Regions from separate parts of the Zea mays genome. Here all the other regions are linked to region 1. The links are chromatin contacts, called in public Hi-C maps. All regions are on one chromosome and are shown on one strand. The core of a region is the stretch at or near the end of the contact, and the rest is flanking DNA. Distances in the headings are between cores, read along the strand shown.

Region 1 (4,406 bases), core at 1,230-3,729:
ACAGGAACTTCTCTTCTAGTTTGCTATGCAGCGGCGGCGCGAACCCGCGGGAGGACTGGGTAAAAAAGAGAGAAACACGCTGCGACTCCGTGAGCTGGCGGTTGGCAGGGGCACTACTTTTGTTGGCTTTGGAATGGCACTTGCGGCCCGACCCAGTGAGCGCGCGAGAGTGACCATCACCCGTCGGCCACTCCGAGCTCTGAAAGTGACGCTGAGACCTCAGTACCTCGCTATATGCTATGGACCGAGTATTCCTTCCCGCGGCTTGCCAGCTGAGCCCACTACACTACACTACGCCGTTTCATTGACATCGTCAAAGCCTTTTCCGTTATCAGGTAGTCCGTAGCCTTCATAAGCTGCAACGCAAACCACGAGCTCGCGCTAATGCGAGACAGAATGTTCTATTCGTTAAAAAAAGACCGGTGGAGCCTCTTTAGAATAATGCAAAGACATATGAACAGAAAAAATAAAAAAATTCTGTATTAATACAGTTGTAAAAAAATAGAGGATTGAAAAGACAGAAATTTTTGAATGACCAATCATTTGATAGACCGCAGAAAAAAATATATATGAAGTTTGCCAAGAAAATGCATTTTGTTATTCACTTACATACATGATATATGTCTAGACATATAGCAAAAACTTTGTGTCCAAGAGTCAAAACGTCTACAATTCATCCTGGCCTATATTTAGGGCCCGTTCGCTTCTACGAGAATCAACCAGGATTCGTTCCAGCTCATCAAAATCTATATAAATTAGAGAAGTAATCCGGCTATGAATCAATCCGGGGCTCCAATCCCTACAAACCGAACAGAGCCTTAGTGGTATCTTAAACTATCCTCTCATCCTCTTATATTTGAGATGTCATATTGTCTACCCAATATACAGTATTCCATCCGTTCTAAATATAGTTTTTTTAGCTTACTTTTTTTTCCATCCATGTTCATTCAAATGATAATGAATATAGACATACACGTGAACTATATTCATATGTTACTTAATAAATATATATATGAATAGTTTAGAACAAATTATATTTTGGGATAGAGAGAATATTATTTAAGCGAACAGTTACCTCATGCATACCCCTTATTTTATTTCTTAAGAAAACACGAGATATAGCTTTAGGTGATATAAAAAATAACTCCAAGTATACATATCAAAATACAGCGACCACGTTATGATTTACCGTGTAGCATTACAGTACAGCAAGGATTTGAAGCACATGAACTTAGAGTATTGGAGTTCATGATCAGCCGATCAGGTGCGTGTGGGTACCAGTTTTTTTTAGAAGGATTCTAGTTTCTGATTCCTGCGACAAGAGCCAAATTCTCAATGCAACATCAATAGTATACCATCATGCCCACGGTCGTTCCTAAATGCATACACCATGCTTTTTATGGCTCGTTACAGGTGTTGATGGCACTCTGAATATTATATCACAGTTACCGTGCATGCATTATATATGCATGCAGGTACATCTCTAGCTCCAAATTAAATTAAACGATCAAACCGAGTAAACCCAGTCTTCTGCTTCTCCTGAATACCCTTAATCATCAGAAGAGCAGGATACATAACATTACATAGCATAGACGAACCGAAGGGAAAGGGCCACGGCCAGTACATTTCACCGGTACCGGTTCTTCCCAAGGCTGTACAGGGAAGTTATTTGCCCAATGCAACCTGTCTTCCTTCAGACACACGTGCGATCGGCCATCAGTAGCTCCAGAGCTTGACCTCACCGTCGTCGTCATCGTCGTCGCCGCCGCCGCCACTGGTGGAGGAACCGGCCATCGGTGGCGGATCAATGAGCATCCCTTGCGCCATGTCGAGGTACCCCTGCATCCCGAAGTCGAGCCTGTCGTCGATAATGCAGTACGGGTCGTCGTCGACGCTCTGCATCGTCACGCTGGGCAAGGCATCCGGTGGTGGTGTATCGGCCGCCTCCTCCTCGGCGGCCACATTGCCCTGATCGGGCGCCGGGCGGAACTGGTCCGCCGCCACGGCGGCCGCGCGGCGTATCTCGTCGTGCCCGGAGCCCGTCGGGGGCACCCTGAGGAGCCGCGGCGAGTCGGCGAAGTTGAGGCAGGCGGCGCGGCCGCGCAGCGCGAGCGCGGCGACGTCGTGCGCGCGCGCCGCCATCTCGGCGGTCTCGAAGGTCCCGAGCCATATCCGCTGCTTGCCGTGCGGCTCCCGCACCTCGCAGACCCACCTCCCGGGGTTCCTCCGCCGCACGCCCTTGTACACGGGGTGCCGCGTCTCCTTGAACTTGGTCCGCCCGGCTCGGCGCTTGGGCGGCGCCGATGACACTGTCATGTAGGAGGAGGAGCCGAAGTCGTCGCCGCCGCCGCCGCCGGCGACAGGGGACGGGGTTCCAGAGGAGTAGTCGCTGAAGGAGCCGGCGGCGTCCATGGCTGCTGCCTGTGTGTGTGAGTGGTAGTGGCCGTGGGCGTGGCGAGCAGGGGGAGGAACGAGTCGGAGCATTTGATTTGAATTTGGAGGGAAAGGTGGCGGGCTATATAGGTTAGCGCGTGGAGAGGGACGTGGCCGCGTGCACTATTCCTACGCGGTGCGGCTCGGGAGGTGCCAGCCAGGTTGTGCGACTGATGGACTCTGGACTCTGGAGATCGAGAGGTCTCTTCGCGCTCGAAGGATCGGAACCAGCTGGAGCTCGCGGAACGCGCAGCCGGCTGGCCTCCCTCGCTGCTGTTGGGTGGTACGGTTCTTTCACTGACGGCGACGTGTGTCGAAAACGAAAAGGCGTGACGCCTTTGAGAGAGCGAAACTCTGGTAGTCTGATGCGCACTCGTGCGAGACGGATAGCTAGCGTGGGATTCTCTGTACGCCGTACGCGCTGGACCAGTGCAAGTGATCGGATGGAGCCACGCAGAGGATCCCACTCCACGGTCAGGTGGCAGTTATATTGGACTTGGTCTCGGGGCGCTCTTCGTTCGTTCGACGGCCTGATGGATAAATGGCGACCGCTGGCTTGGCAGTGTACGCCCGCAATTTGCGCGCCTGCCGTGCTACGAGAGCGTCGCCGCCGTGCTTGCTGCTGCAGAAATCAATCCACTCCTACTCTGATTCTATTGCTTCTGCTGATATCTTTAGCGACCGTCACGTCAACTTCGACTATACTATCAATGTTGCTATTGATTATTGTTAACCTTTTATTTAGCCTTTATCGACCGTTATATTAGATATCATTTATCAATCACTGTTATCAAGCTTCATAGTCCTAATCTAATATCGTGCTCTAGTACACAGCCTTTACCCTCAAGCTACAGTTACCTGAACGCCACATCATTTTTTTCTTTTACGAACTTTTAATTGCATGGAACACGTCGTTTAGTTGACATAAAACTTCATCCGAGTACTTAATTAAGTAAATAAAATTTCGTAATTCATAAAAAATAAAATTACATCACGTAAAAACAAGTAAAACTATACAATTCATAAAATAAAATCTAATTGGAATGATATAGATCTCAGATATGTTCTGTTAAATTATTTTAGAGTCAATTATGGACCGGACTAGCATGAATTGTGGTCTCTCGTTGAATGATGGCTGCAAAACTTGTGAGTACTTCAGGAATGATGGTTGATGCTGCAACAAAGGACTTACTGTCTCACGGTCGTCATATCATATGTTTTTCCATGCTTATCCATAAGCATATATCCAAGAGCTCCCAAAAAATAACTCCTAAAAACCAGTTTAATCTAAACCCGCCCGCGGGTGCAATTCTAAACCCGCACCCAAACCCATCAGGTTTCGGGTGGGTTTTGGGACACCATCGAGTTTTACTCATCGTACATTTTTAAGCAATAATTCAGCTATAAGCAATCAAATACCACGAATAATTGAGTCATATCTATGTATTTTAAGTCTTCTCATCTTGAGCAGCAACAAAACACTTCTTGAATCATTGACCAAGTCACTTGTTGACAAATAATTAATATTGTATCTTAATCATTATTGCACAAAATAACGAACACACCAAATTTTGGGTCGGTTGTGGGTCACCCGGGGGTTGAAATAGAGACACGCACCCGCGAAACTTCGGGTCGGCTGCCCGCGGGTTAAAATCTTCACTCATACCCGCACCCGTCGGGTCAGGTACCCATCGGATTTCGGATTTACGGGTTAAATTGCCATCCCTAGTCGTTAGATGAACAACTGGTGAATAAATATCAAAGTAATCTTTGCCTTCTTTCCCTTGGCTATAAGCCTCACCTTATATTTCTCAGTATTACCATCAGGACTGAGCTTTTTCATGAACACACATTTATTTCTCACAAGCTTGCACCCAAAAGGTCAATTAACTATCTTCCAAGTTCCATTAGCCATAATTGACTCCATCTCACTCTGAACATCTTCCTTCCATAAGTCATCATTAAGAGATGAA
Region 2 (4,406 bases), core at 1,160-3,659, 190 kb before region 1:
TGTTGTCTTGATAGAAAAATGTAAAATGTGATAAAATAACATCTGAGAGTTATCATGAACAAGCAATTCAATTGACAATTCAGGCACATTACAACACATCTCCAAAGGAGCGAAGACACCAAAACACTGGAGTGACGAGCATTCACTGCACTGTGAATAAATTCAACTTTCAGATGCACCGTCATGCACATATCTTCTAAGCACTAGTACACAGTTCCAGCATTGATAGGTATCCTTTGGAAATCAAATCATACAGTACTATAGTGCACTTCTTTTCTTTCACACACTAGCTCCAACTGTTCTGCAGCCAATTGGAAATATCAACACAAAACGTCCATGCATGCTGGCTATTATATGAGAATCAAGGGATTGTCACTGCAGAGAAAATACTATATAATGCATGCATGTACCACCTACATAACGAGACTACAAGGGTGCCTACTCAGGACCAGATTTGCACCAGCATTAAGTTTCAATAGTTTCATGAATTTATGTTGATTGAAATACTAAGCATACATTCAAGAGATGATCATACATGATTGTTAAATAGAATTCAAATAGCAACATCCACTTAGAAAACTATGGAGCGCGTGGAATTAATTGAGCATGCAGTGCACTATAAAAGCACAGGTAACAGAAATGATTAAAAAAACAGTATGGTTTTAAGTGAAGGCGGGCATAAAGCAAGGGAGTCAAACATCAACAAGAACTTAAAATCTCATGACACAGCATATACTTCTTCATATATTGAATCTATCTTAAGACTGAGCATGAGTGTGGGTGAACAAGCTTTGCATACTCTGATAGTTTTATCCATTGAAGCAGAATAAAGCCTCATGCCTCCTACTATCAATGAAACAACAGCAAGCTTATGGCCATCTAGAGAAGCAGCTGGCTCAAAACAGTTAGTTGCGGCACTAAATCTCCATGCTAAAATCCTCCCAGCCTGCACCAAGCAACAAAATAGAATTGAAACAATGAAGAATTTGAAGTTTCACAACAAAACAAAGATAAACCCAAAATAGGGGGAAGCTTACTTGTGTTGCAGCAAAGAGTAACTCACTGGCAACGGCGAGTGCATAGACTTGCCCAGTTGGTCCAGTAAGGCTCATTTCCGCTGCTGTTTGCATATTCCAAACCTGAAGTAAAAGACTATATATTCATGCATGCAGAACACCAATGGTGATAAACTTCATCAGAATTTAAAAAGAGCTAAGGGAGCAGCGGCGATGCCTAATGTCCAATCAGATGATAGGCAGGAGAGACGTGCCTTGAGCCTATAACATTGATGAGCTAGTGCTAAGTTGCCTCAACTTCTGAAATCTGAAACAATGAGAAATGCACAATTTTGAAGTATTACGTACCTTCACTGCATCAGGTATTCCAACAAATAACCACGGACCTTCAATGATCATACACCCAACCTCACGACCCATGGTGATGACACCAGCACACTAACAGACCACCAACAGCAAAGATGTACTGAATTTTTGTCACAAGGAACATAACAAAAGTCTCAAAAGATTGGATCTAATGGCATCTCAGCTACCTGCCCAGTTTGGCAATCCCACATGCGAACAGTTCCATCCTTACTCCCGGAATAAAGCTTGTCTGACCCAGCGGGCAGTGCAATGCCCGTGACACCCTGAAGGCAACCAATGCAGCTCGGTTAGAAAAAAACTTCCATGTTTTTTTGCCAGACAGGCAAATTGGCAGAGATTAAACTTTACCTGCTCGTGTCCCTTGAGCAAGGTAAGCATCGCGATACTATCGCTTATGCAGTAGCTGTGCGGATAGCGGCACCTCTCGCCATAGCTACATTCGGTACCGGCGAGAAAGTACTTGCAGGGCCTCTCAGGCGGCTTGTGGCTCGCAATCCCGCTGCCCCCTCCTGGGCCCTTCCCCCATCTATTGTGATGGCCACCTCCTCGTCCTCCGGTGTTGGGGTTGCGCCATACGTTCCCCCCGGGTCCAGTGGGGCGCTTGGGCGGCGCAGCCTCGGGGAGCTCGCTGTGGAGGAAGGGGCACGGAAAGCGGTTGCACCGACCGGCACGCCAGTAGTTGCAGACCTTTCCGTTGGTAGATGGTGGAGCGCCGCCGGAGCCCGGGCCTAGGCGATTGTGCACTCGTTTGTTGCCGAATCGTCCGTCGGCCTCTATGTCCATGGGTGGCGGCGGCTAGGGTTTGCTGGGCTCGGGAGAAGATAAGCAAACAGGTAATATGGTGAACGCAACCTTGGTGCGTGCGGCGGCGGGTAAGCCGGATAGATAGATTGATATGAGAAGTAGTCGGTCGCGTGGAGGCGACGCGGCGATGGCTCGCCGGAGCGGGTGGGGAGATCCGGATCGGAGAGGAAAGGAGCGGTGGCCTGGTTGCTGGGTCGGGTTTAGCTAACGCGGTCGCGGGCAGAAGGGAGGGCCCGACTTCGGACTCCGGCTACTGGTTGCGTTTAGGCTGTCTCCCCAGCACGCACTAACTAAAGCGTCTATTTCACGATTGAGCTATTCCATCATCTTCTCAGTCTTCACTATTTTTGTTTGGTTTATGGAATAGAATGAGTTGATCTCTCACCACCTCATTCCTCATAATTAATTAGTTAGTACTAATATGATGAATAAAGTTATCCCACCAAATTTGAGGAATGAACCCATGATGCACCACCTCAATTTGGATATAGTGATTCCTTAAACCAAACACCCCCTAGAGTACCTTTACGTCCCCTACGGGTACAAGAACGTCCTCTATAGCGTCCTCTAAAATTTAGCGCATCACCAAGTGAAAGTAGCCTAGAGGGGGTGAATAGGCTACACCTGAAATTTTCCACTAAAAACTTCGAAATAGTGTCAAATTCAAGTTGCACTGGTGCAAACCGGTTCAGTTGATTTTGTTTACAACTGAACAAGTTTGAACCTGCTCAGCTTAGATTAGATAAACAGTTAAACAAATGTGACGAAGTAGTTAGAGATTATGCTAAAGTCTTGCCCTATAGAAAATCCACTCAAATAGATGACAAATCGGTGTGAATTGTTTTCACACAATTTGCACACAATATAACCGAATATGAACTAACCAACCAATTAAAGTGCTTATCAAGAACACACAAGAACACACGATTTAACCCGAGGTTCGGCAACCACCACAAAGGTGTCCTACTCCTCGTTGAGGAGCCCACAAAGGGCCGGGTCTTTTCCAACCCTAATCCTCCACAAGCCGACCACCAAGGTCAAGGCAATCTCTTCTCAAATTTGCTCAAAGAGCGGGTGATACAAACTTCTTGGGGTCGTCCACAAATTTGGAGACTCCCAAGCAACCTCTAACCGTCAAGGAACACAAGGTTCCAAGAGTAACAAATCCGCACAAGGTTAAGTTTGCAATGAGCTCGAGAGTGAAGAGAATAGGAGAATCAAGATGAAATCAACAGTGTGTTAGATCGACTTCACCTCACGCCAAGGATCCTTCAAACGATTGAAGGGGATGTGATTTCGGGTGTGAGAGGTGAAATGAATGCCTTTGTTTTGAGGTTGGTCAGCCAAGAATTCGTGGAAGGGCAGAAGTGAATGAAGAGAGAGAGTGTGGGGGTATTTAAAGGATCCCCCAAAAGCTGGCAGCCGTTGGGAGAAAAAGACCAAAAACCGGTTGAACCGGTTTCCACCAGGGGGTTCTCAGTTCACTGACCTACTCAGGCGGAGACTCGACCGGACTCAAAATCGGTTGAGCCGGGCTCAAATCCGGTTGAACCAGTTTTCAAAAAATATCCGCACACGACTTTTCTGACAGCTTTTGACTGTCAGACTGGCAGGACAGAAGTGGCAGGAGAGACAGTCCAGAAACCGGTTGAACCGGTTTCAGGTCCGGTTGAACCGGTTTTTGAAATTGAAGAGCAAGTTTTGACAAATCTGAAGTGAACCAAGGTGGAACTTTTGTGGGGAGTAAGAATGGTTTTTCAAAGGGCATTCATAATCTAGAAAAGTGTTCTCTTAGTAGATTTTGAAGGAATTTGAATTGAGCTCATTGCATAACTCACTTAACTTATTGCGAATCGAACGACGATTTCTATAACTCAAGAATTATAAAATAGATACTATCGTTGTTTCCAAGCACTTGGAGCACGCCATATGATGTAGAATTTAAATCCGATGTGCTTTACATTTGCATACTCATAAGATCCATGCTTCTCCTGTCTGTAGAATAACTGTGTACATGCTAGGAGCAAACTTGTTAGAATCTATGTTTGTTTTGTCATTTAATCACCAAAACCCTCAATTAGGGTTGATTGCACTTACAATCTCCCCCTTTTTGGTGATTGATGCCAAAACAAACTAGAGTAGAGATAAAAATTAAAAAGTAAGAACACTGGCGAGATATAAGTACTTGTGTATGTGCAGCTCCCCCTAAATATGTGCATG
Region 3 (4,406 bases), core at 1,183-3,682, 150 kb after region 1:
ACACATTATATAGCTCACCAAAAGTCCAAAACTGATGTTTTAATTTTGAAGCTAATTAGGGGGACATGTGCATTTGTAGGAAGAATAATGTTACGACGTGCCAAACATCTCCATAATTATTGCTAAAGAGCGGAAAACAGTTTATCCTAATTTGTGAGCCCACACAGAGAAAAAGTAAAACGGCACATCTTTATTGATAATTAAACATGAAGGTACCCACTATATATAGTAAGCGGTGAAATTATATATGGTAACCAACAAGGACCAAGAGGTCGCCCCCACCTAACTCCTTGCCCCTTTTATAACCTCAACTGCCAACTTCCCCAATATATATATGTACATAAACAACTAACACCAACACTTAATTCCACAGGATTAAAAAGAAAGGAAAGTGGAGCATGCATATGTGCACGCCTATATATTTTTCTTATCCGAACCATGGGCCCATACAATCACAGATATAATTTTCTTGTCTACAGACACAATATGGCACCCTACTACGATCCACTTGGCACATCAAAAAACATGTGCGCTTGCTATTAAAGAAAACTAGAGCAGCTAGCTGCGACAACAATTGGACTCGCTCAATCATGCCGAATAATCACATCAAAGTAAAAAAATGTAAAATAAATACGGAATGCAGCTGGAGCGGAATAAGAAGAAGACTCTGGTGGTAACTATACTATTACTAGCGAGCATGTCACACTATGCATGCTAGCTTATAGGCAGCATACACTCGTGTATCAGCAGATATACAGAGAGGACGTACGCTGCGGTGCACCGGCCGGGGTCCATGCATGTACCCGTCCATCCATATCCATGTACTCCTGTTGTCGCCATAATAATCAACTTCTCTGGTTTGCTACCTGCCGGTGGTGTACTAGTAGTTCACTATGATGGTTTGTGTTATTACCACACTGCTGGTGCTGCCATGGCCTAGCTAGCTAGGTGTGCAACAATCTACGGGTCACGGTAGCTCCAGAGGCTCTCCCCGGCCTCGGACGGGTCGGGCGACTCGTCGGAGGTGTCGGGGCTGAGCCTCGGCGGGCTCATCATCATCCCCGCCGCCATGTTCCGCAGGAGCTGCGGCATCTCGAAGATGGCCTCTTCGTCCATGAACTCGTCAGTGCCGGCCTCCTGCTGCGGCGTGTAGCTCGCCGCCGCGTCGTGCTGTTGATGCCAGTCCTGTGCAGCAGCAGCAGCAGGAGAAGGAGGAGAAGCAGGAGGAGGAGGAGGATTGGCGGTACGACCCTGATGCGAGTACTCGAGCTGCGCGGCGGCCGCGGCCGCGGCCGCCGCGGCGCGTATGTCCTCGGGGGACGCGGACGCTGGGGCCGCGCGCGAGGCGATCGCGCCGGGGAAGTTGAGCACGGCGTCGGCGCCGCGGAGCGCGCGGGCCGCCACGTCGTAGGCGGCCGCGGCCATCTCCGCCATCGGGTACGTGCCGAGCCATATGCGCCGCGCCTTGCGGGGCTCCCGGATCTCCGACACCCACTTGCCGCTCCGGCACCGTATGCCTCGGTAGAATGCGTGCTTCCCGGACGACCGCGGCGACGGCTCCCCCGAGCTCGTCGCGGTCGTCGTCGCCATCGGCGGAGCCGTGATGGCAGCTGCCCGCGCCGACGACGTCCCGTCGCCCTGCTGCACCACCGGAGAAGGGGAATGAGGCGAGGCTGGGCCCGAAGCCGAAGCAGAAGCCGCCTGGTGGTGGCTGTGGCCGCCGGCTGCCGGCCCGGCCGGTTGCACCTGCACCGCCGGGGAAGGAGAATGGGGTGCCGGCGGCTGCTTCTCAGCCATGAACCGTTAGGGCACGCCCATCTGTTTGGGCACCTGCTGACATGTGCCAAATTCAGCTCCTGCAGCAGTGGAGTCAGTGCACCTACCTATCTATGGCGCGTGCACGCGCACAGGTATATCCCTCCCTCCCTCCCCAGCAGCTGTCAGCTAGCTATTCGAGTGTTGCGCGTTTGCAGCTCGTGCGGGGCAAGAGGTGTCATGGGATGGGCGAGGGGGTGCCGGGGGTATATAAGGGTTGGTAAAGAAGCGGGAAGGAAGCGTGCGGGCCGCCATGGTGAAAAGCGGCATGCTAACAAGCACAGCGGAGGCGGCCAGACGCGTATTCGAGCGGGGATGCATGTGTGTGTATTGGCTTGCGCTGAGCTGGTGCCTGAGAAGCAAAGCGCACGAGACACAAGCCCACCTAACTTAAGCTCTAGTAAACCGGATAAAACCGCTAAGCTTATAGTTGTAGCCGCGCTTAGCTCTGCTGCTCTCCGCCTCCCCCGACCCCTTCGTCTTATCTTCGTCACCGGGAGACAGCGAGATGCCGCCGTCGCTGTCATTAGCGGGCGGGGCGAGGCTGGGCTGAGGGCTGTCATTAAATTAGCCCTGCGCGGTCATGCGATTCGTGCTAATTCTTCCTCGCTTGCTTGTGTTGTGTGGGTGACGCGAGATACGCGTGCCGGACGTGGGGGGCAGGTTCTGTGGCTCACGGCCTGACGGGTGCTGCTGGACTGCAACTGCAAGGTTCCGGATGGCTGGCACTGGCAACCGGCCGGCCGGGCCCTGCTTTCTGTTCTGCCGTGGCCATCTGTACGCTTCCCCGAAGGCTGCTGTCGTGGTCGCACGAAGGACGCAGCTCTGGGTTAGCTTTGTGCATGCTCGATGCTAATTAGTGCGTTTCGGGATAGCGGCGTCCTGTTCATTTCAGACACAGGTTTTGACAAATATGTGCATCTGCTGCTGCCTGCTGCTTTCTCTGTTAGACCGGAACAACACACAAGCATGAACCTGCTGCTATGGTGGCATGGTTCTCGACTTGCCAACGGCGGAAAACATATAAGATCGAATACGCATAAAGCAACTAGGCCTTACCCAACTGAGCTTTCTAACGCTGTATATGGCAAGATATAGTTAGCGTTTAATAGGGTTATCCTCGAGAAGCCAAAGAAGCTATAAAGCTCAAGTCTCTCAAAAAGCTCTGTCAAGAGCACCTCGAAGAGTTAAAAAAAAACTACCAATCCTTTCGTTTTAACTAATAATATTTGTCTTTTTTTAATTTCTCTATGTAAAAGTTGAATTTAAAATTTATATTTTCTAAGGTGATTAAGGACATCATAACTTATGTTAAAAATTATATTAAGAATTTTTATGATTATTTAATATTTAGTTTTCTACCATTAAAGTTATTATAGAATATGTAACCTGTCAAAAGAATTATGAAAAATTATAATTTTTTTTTGTAGGCTAAGTTGTGGCCTGAGCTACTAACCAATAAAATTTGGACTAGAAAGTGGAAACTCAATTTATACATAGAGAAATAAAAAAAATAAAGTTTGTTAAGGGATAGATTGAACCAACTCAAACATGTGGAGCGATAAATTGAACTAAAAAAGTACTTTAGAGTGTTATATGAACATTCGTTCGTAGGTGTGGAGAGTAATTTGGACTTTTTTTCCTAACGTTAACGTTACACTATATGAACCAAAAGCCAATCAAGTATTCTAACATTAAGCTTTAAAAGATGTTTGGAATTGCATTATAACTTACCTTCTAGCGTCACCTCTTCCAAGGAAATGATGCGCAAAACATAACTGTTCCAAAGTTCTTCAATTGAACGAATTTGTTGCCGACCTGAAATAAAACAATTCGTATTTCAAGAGACGGGAGTCAAAATCTGGTCAACAATTAGTTCAAATTATAGTACGTACTGTGAAAGAGGTGGATGTCATCCAATCCGTTAGCTCGATCACCAGGTATCTTTGCGCCGACCTGCTGACGGGTTATACGGCATATCCGAGTACACGTACTGTACGACGTGATCTCCGCTCCGATAGTTCGACGATGGAGACTCGTACTGCTCATGTGGTGCGGTGGTGATAATCAATTACTACTTCCTTTGGTACCAAGAAAACGTACGCAAGTGGCCGGTCGTCAGTCAGCCATCCACCACCCCGATGCGGCGCATTCTGGTCGGTGCAGTTTGTCACGGCCCGCGGCTCCTGCCCCATGCCTGGATCGGCGACCTTTTTTCGGCTTGCTTGGTTCCGAGACTCCGGTTGAATCGGCGGGTGTCACGCGACCGACCGAGGCGAGCGTTCACCGGCCCTTTTCTCTTGTGATGATGACGATGACAAGTAAAATCTCCGGTCCAGCGCGGAATCCACGCGAACGTACGTACCAGCGTTGCACTAGGGGATCATGTCCGGACGCTCTAGCTTTGACCACGCGATCGAGCATAGTATCTACGGCGAACGCAGATCGACTGAGGATGATTCATGACACCACGTCAGCATATTATTATGGCCTTGGTTGATTTTGTCATATGAAATAATTTAGCAACTGATCGGGTCCGGGTTGACGTTCCGACGGAGGGGGTCCAATACGGCCTCAGAAAATTCAGCATG

Evidence for each region. Hi-C and Micro-C count contacts between places; a contact is called where the count stands out from the background.
Region 2: a Hi-C map of leaf shows a contact between it and region 1, with 4 times the contacts expected there. The contact joins the promoter of LOC100192554 here to the promoter of LOC100284491 in region 1. A contact is called at or near these places in 6 of 25 Hi-C or Micro-C datasets (bundle sheath, ear, endosperm and 2 more).
Region 3: a contact with region 1 is called in a Hi-C map of bundle sheath, with 3 times the contacts expected there. The contact joins the promoter of LOC103627544 here to the promoter of LOC100284491 in region 1. A contact is called at or near these places in 4 of 25 Hi-C or Micro-C datasets (bundle sheath, ear, endosperm and 1 more).

What each region holds. Positions count from the first base shown.
Region 1 is chr5:203,736,037-203,740,442 of Zm-B73-REFERENCE-NAM-5.0, reverse strand. It overlaps LOC100284491 (dehydration-responsive element-binding protein 1A), which reads right to left and starts at 2,479. Exons shown (of 1, transcript NM_001157386.2): 1 at 1,422-2,479. The coding sequence starts at 2,412. The coding sequence ends at 1,717.
Region 2 is chr5:203,921,119-203,925,524 of Zm-B73-REFERENCE-NAM-5.0, reverse strand. It overlaps LOC100192554 (nucleic acid binding protein), which reads right to left and starts at 2,409. Exons shown (of 9, transcript NM_001137770.1): 1 at 1,731-2,409; 2 at 1,550-1,645; 3 at 1,365-1,454; 4 at 1,038-1,139; 5 at 800-946. The coding sequence starts at 2,165.
Region 3 is chr5:203,585,088-203,589,493 of Zm-B73-REFERENCE-NAM-5.0, reverse strand. LOC103627544 (ethylene-responsive transcription factor ERF027) reads right to left here and starts at 2,432. Exons shown (of 1, transcript XM_008647830.2): 1 at 376-2,432. The coding sequence starts at 1,797. The coding sequence ends at 961.